2 separate regions of the Astyanax mexicanus genome follow, and region 2 is linked to region 1. The links are chromatin contacts, called in public Hi-C maps. All regions are on one chromosome and are shown on one strand. Each heading gives the region's core, a stretch centred on a gene start, on an enhancer-like site or on the middle of the called end of the contact. The rest is flanking DNA. Distances are from core to core; before and after follow the strand shown.

Region 1 (3,195 bases), core at 198-2,697:
TTCTTTAGCTGGTTAGCAGCAGCAGCAGCAGCAGCGGAAGCCCACAGACACTATACAAATAAATTACGCTGCTCTGTATCATAATGTTTGTAATTTAATAGTGTAAACGGTACAGAGCGAAAACCCGTCGCTACATTACCTCAGTCTGCACCTGGAAGCTCGAGCCTGCGGACCCTCTCTGAAGGACATGTGACGCTGTGGACAAGAGAAAGAACAACCGGCGCTTCACTGCGGCACTTTCGCTGCAACAAGGCAAATTCATTCATTTCTTCACGATGATTGATAAATATTAAAATGTAAAATTGCTTTTAAATATTTTGATATATTTAAAATAATTGAAAGAAACATGTAACAAAAATGATTAGTGTATAAACTGTCTCACTGAGTTCTGAAATAATAATATATTCTCTAAGTCATATATTTACACGAAAATGGCTTTTGAAATCACACTATAGATCATCTATAGGTCGCTGTACGTTAGTGACGTACAAAAGGAGGCGAATTATAACGTTTTATTTTTTGCACTAAAATGTAAAAGAACTGTAAGAATTTGTGATGAACTCTCACTTGCCTCTGGTTAATATATAATTTTATTTATTTTGATTTTCTTTCTTTTTTCCTTTTCTTCAGTTTGTATATTTTTAATGCTGTCTTCTATCGTTGTTTCTTGTATTAACCTGAAACTTTAAAGAATACAATATTCAATATTGTTTACTTAGGGATATAATCACATATAAATACACACACACATATAATAATAATAATAATAATAATAATAATAATAATAATAATAATAATAATAATAATAATAATAATAATAATAATAATAATAAACACGAATATAAAAAAATAAAATTAAATAAAATCAAAATAAAGGGACAAGCAAGGGGTAAATTTAAGGGCATTTTTACCACCCATAACTTTTAAAGATTTATAGTATAAGGCTAAATCATTTCTAAATGCTAAGTTTTAAAAAAATGCGCTCATGTATGTAATATTGTTAACTACAAATGATCTGTATGTCTGGGCTTTCTTAAAATAGGAATCATTCTTTTTAAATTAACAATTTATAAAGATTATAACATAATATAATAATAACATACACACTTTTCGGTTTGAAGAACTATTTCTGAACGTTACACTTAACATTCTTGGGAGGTTCAGTCCGTGATTTGTTTTTGGATGTTCTGGATGTGGATATGTCAGTGTTTTAATTTGTAGTTTTAGAATATTACTTTTAGTGTTATGGAAACGTCGTCTATCTGGAAACGTTTTAATACCGTTGTGATGCAAACCATTATTGTGTCACACCTTTTTTAAGAACGTTCCTAGAACATTGTTTCTGTAACGTTACAAAGTTACCGTTCTAATAACGTTAGCTGTCAGCTGGGGGTGCAGCTTGCAGGGCGAGGTTACTTTTATTTTGAAATTGAACTCAGTGGCGCGCGCTGCGGTTTCTGAATTCATATCTGTTGTCAACTTTGTTGTCAGCAACAGTTGTTGTGGATGCAGAGCAGTAAGGCATTATTAGTTCAGTTTCAGGTGTAGTTAGTACAGTGTTCACAGGCCAGGCCGCTTACGCTAGCTGTAAGAAGTGTAGCTGTAAATGCGTTTGTTTGTGTCAGTTTTAGCATGACTAGCTAACTTAACTACCTAACAACGAAGTTGAGACTGACTGCAGCCACCAGTAGCGCCAAATTCAAACAGCGCTCTGTCACCACTGAGCGCTGGACTACCTGGTTTAGGTGTAGCTCTCAGTTTATAATGTTTATAATGTTAGTTTGCTAACTGCGCCTTGAATTAGCTAGCACTGTGTGTTTAATTTCGTTTTTATAGCTATGAGAATTAATAGCTAACACCCTCAGTGCAAGCTAACTAGCTACTTAGCTAGGTCAGGTAACCTAGGTAACGGTAGCTGTCCGGTTGTATTGCTAACTAGGTTGTCCAGCTAAGCTAGTTAGTTATATATATTTTAAGCAATTGGAGGCCAGAACACGCACTTGTGGATTTCCTATTATAGTTATTCTATGCCAATTTTAGAAAAAATATCAACACGGTAGCATTGGCAACTTCATTAGGAATGGATTATGGTTCTTCTGTACTGCATAACATCCACTTGAATGACTCCACATCAAGCGCAGATGCAGCTGATGTTTTAATTCGCTCCACTAAAGTAGCTCCAGAGCTAAACAGAAAGAAAGTTGCCAGTGAAGGAGAGTTATCCAACAACTGCAATGTGAATATCTTTGTCCGAAGACTGTCAGACTCAACCCATAGTTCATGTTTGGAGCAAACTTTCACTAATGAATTAATGGAGCAAGTAGTCCCACCAGTCCGCCCTGTGAACATGCCATCAGCAATCAGAGGTAGATCTTTATGTATCTGATCAATCTTGTTGTAATTTTTTAAAGACTTATTGATTGTGTGTACATGTGTAAAAACTATGTAAACTATGCTTCTATTTCTGTTGTAGGATGTATTGAAGAAGAAGATCATACCTCACCAAATCCACCTGCAAGGAAAAATTATGTAAATAATTTAATTACTAATATATCTAACTACTTAATTTGAAACACTTGCTGGATGAAGAATTACTTAAGTGTTATTGCTTGGGATTAATAAAACTAATATAGAGCTTACTCTATTGCAGGTTCCTAGAGCAGGTAAAGTCATGCTGAAACCGTCAGTCATCCAAAGGAAGTGGCAGAAACAAGAGCAAGATGTACACATATCACGATACTCCGCTGATGGGAGAGGTGCAGTTGCAGCTGCCCTGAAACAGAGGTAAGTGTTGAACATCCTCAATCATACATTTACTGCACATTTCTAATTTATCTGGTACTTCTTGTAGGTTTATAATTAGAAACAGTTTGGCTGTTCCTACAATTGGCTTATCCTTTTTCATACACAGTCAGTGTTTATCTAGTGGTGTGTCTGGCTAACAGTGACTACAGTACAGCTGTTGAATATTTTTGGTTGTTTGTTGTTTTTTTTTTTTGTTTGTTTTTTTTAGCAGTACAATTGAATGGTTTAAAATATCCAGCAGCACTTCTGCATCTGGTACATCTCTACTGGCACTGCACCCACTTCCATGCTGGTACCATGTTGGCCCAACAACCACTCTATAGTGGAGCTTCTGTGGGTGCTGTACAACTGAGAGCAAGCATACATACATATATGTGCAGTGACATAATA
Region 2 (2,947 bases), core at 197-2,696, 93 kb after region 1:
AAAAGAAAAAAAAAATGCTTTTCTGGCGAGCTTTTGTTTACATTTCTCCCCTGTCTCTCTGTCTCGCTCGGTGTGACATTAGTTTCTGCCCGTTCTTGAGCTCTCTTTCTCGTTAAAAGGGCGTATTTACCGGCCATGTTCCAATTCACTAGCCGGGACAGCAGTAGTCTATTGGATCTATGTTTGTAATATAACATTGTTTGCATTTATTCATATGTTGAAATCTGAAATCTAGTTCTATCTGTACCCAAACATAGTACTTTTATGCCTCACATAATTCACTATGTAGAAAGTAATTCATCCAGAAAAGTGCTTGTGTTGTGAGGTAAGCCTTTTTATAACAACACTGAAAACAGACAGTGACAGGAGAAAAATCTCCATTCTGCAGAGACTTCTCAAAAAGCAATGTTTTCAGGAGGTCAAATGCAGACAAAACCTAAGTTTGTAAAAAAAAAAAAAAAAAAAATATATATATATATATATGTATATATATATATATATATATATATATATATATATATATATATATATATATATATATATATATATATATATATATATATACATGTATATATATATATATATATATATATATATATATATATATATATATATATATATATGTTTGGACAGAAACTTACTCCATTACTCATTATTAATTCATTTTCACAAATAAAAAAACGATTATGATCAGATATTATTGAGAGGTGCCCTTTCATATATGCAGAATACAGATGGAGAATGTCCTTGTCAAATACGTTCTCTTTTTAGGAACTGTTCTGTGTGATTTAGGCAAGTGGTGGCAGCATTAATTTCTAAGGGAAATTGGAAATTGGAAAATGAACTGCTTAGTTTAATCATGGGTTCGGGCTTTGTACAAGGGGGAAATTTCAGGTACAACTGATTTAAACATTTGCGTTTACGCATATCGATCCTCCTGGTTAAAGCAAAATGAGGAAACAAAAGTGATCCTCAAAAAACCTTTTAAGTTCCTTTATTTTTTGAGAGTGGACACAGGTACACCACAAGGTCAGCTGCTTGCTTGTCCATGAGGATAAAGCAGATAGCCTGTAATGCCCAAACTGCTTTGAGGACAAACGATTCATACCCAATTTAGGATTAGACAAAAGTGCAGCTACACATTGTTGTATTTGATGCCGCCTTTTTTGAAACACCAGCCGTTAAGCATTTGCTGCCCCAATAATGAGATTTGCAGAGCCAAAGGGTAAAAGAGAACGGTGCTTTCATTAATTACCAAAAGCATCGAACGGATTAGAAAATATCATTCTGCGGAGGCTGTTGATTTAGGCGATTGGTATTGAAAGGGCGTGGCGAGTGTGTGTGCACAGCCCGTATCCCCCAACCCCCCGCTCAGTTCTGCCCCACCGCTGGCTGGGCTGTTCAGGAATTCCTCTCACATCACAGGCCACTCAAGCATACACACAAAGCCATAAGCCTGCCATATTTACGGCTAACAAGCGACACAAGCTGCTCGGCATATTGGGTATTAGGCGGATTCCAGCGTTCGGTCGGACAAGGGCAAGCACAGCAGTCCATTTGACTGAGAGAGTGGAGGAGAGTAGAGGAGTGGAGAGCATATCTGTGTTGTTCTCACATGCTTTTGTAGCTATTGGTTGGAGGGGGGAGTGTAGATTATGAAAATAAAAGAGAGTTTGGGGGCTTTCACTCACATTCTCAAAATGATGAGCTATTCCACATTGCCCCCTTTTGGTTGTGGCACCAAACTGCATGCAGAGAGAAAGCAGACAGATCCTGTTTTCTCGGTGCTGGAGAGTATTAAGGACTCCTTTCATTTCCATGATGCTGAGAATAAGGATCGGAATCATGGAATTGAGTCATAAAAACAAGGAATAAAACTAATTTGTTTTGTTTTTTTAGCATCTAAGCTTATCACACATGTCGACATGTGTCTGTTCATGTGTATGTAGCTCACTATTTGTTGTGTAGAAATATTAGTGATGAGATTAGCTTCGGATACGCCGATAGCTTTAAAACCACAGTGTTCACTGCAAAATTCACAATACAACAGTACTCAAATATTTATATGATGCAACAGCTTTTTCCAACATACTATGGACAAAACACGAAAAAAAAAATTAAGATCAATGTATTGTTGCATCTATTTTTTCTGCATTATTGTTTACATTCATGACATTTACTTGACTTGGACCATTGCTCATTATCACAGAGTTAGACCAATGTAGTGTTAGGAGTCTTGCCCAAGAACTCCCATTGGCACAGCGCCGCAAGGTCTCCCCCACAGCATCGCAGCACACTGGCATATTGTATAGATTTGTAAGCATTTGGCCTCTCAATCATCAATTCATTGTTGTGGAGAAACTGTGAGTCACTGAGCACTTTTTAATGGCTTTTTCTGTTTGTTTGCATTAATGGGGTCGCTATTAAAAAGTTCATGTTGACTCATTGTCTGTGTAATTCTGCTTCTCTTGCTGTTTGCGTGTCAGTTAAGGTCAGGACTACTGCTGGAGTGATGTAAACATTGTCCAAACGGAGAAAAACCATAAAAGATGTCGAGTGCTATGTGCGCCATTGCCTATAATTAAGCTTTTTAAAAATTCCAATTATGGCCGGCACTCACTCTCCCACTCAGTCTTTTAGCTCTCCCAGCTGCCAAATAAAGAGCTCAGCCACTTCAGTCCAGACCCCATCAAACAAGCCCTCTCGCCAAGAGCAGCCAGGGCCACATGCCCACTCCTAAAATGTCATTCCTCTAAGTCTCCAGTGTCTCTGTTCTGACAGGCCTGTTTTCTGATGGAGCCATAAACTTCAAACAGGCTCAGTGACTTGCCAGCACTGCCAAGTTTTTTTTCTCTCTCTCTCTCTCTCTCTCTCTCTCTCTCTCTCCCCCTCTCTATCTCTCCCTCTGCCCTCTCTACTGTTCTCTCTCCCTCCCTCCTTTTCCCTG

What was found. Hi-C and Micro-C count contacts between places; a contact is called where the count stands out from the background.
Region 2: a Hi-C map of muscle shows a contact between it and region 1, with 15 times the contacts expected there. The contact joins the enhancer-like site here to the promoter of kiaa0586 in region 1. A contact is called at or near these places in 2 of 3 Hi-C or Micro-C datasets (both in muscle).

What each region holds. Positions count from the first base shown.
Region 1 is chr14:18,428,443-18,431,637 of AstMex3_surface, forward strand. kiaa0586 (KIAA0586 ortholog) reads left to right here and starts at 1,448. Exons shown (of 30, transcript XM_022672972.2): 1 at 1,448-2,366; 2 at 2,474-2,529; 3 at 2,651-2,784. The coding sequence starts at 2,081. timm9 (translocase of inner mitochondrial membrane 9 homolog) reads right to left here and starts at 233. Exons shown (of 4, transcript XM_007251917.4): 1 at 140-233.
Region 2 is chr14:18,521,540-18,524,486 of AstMex3_surface, forward strand. All of the region lies in intron 17 of kiaa0586 (KIAA0586 ortholog), which reads left to right. Among protein-coding and RNA genes, the nearest start is that of irf2bpl, 75 kb to the left of the region's middle. Within about 2 kb of position 1,447, the one cell type or tissue checked has an H3K27ac peak away from gene starts, as active enhancers do.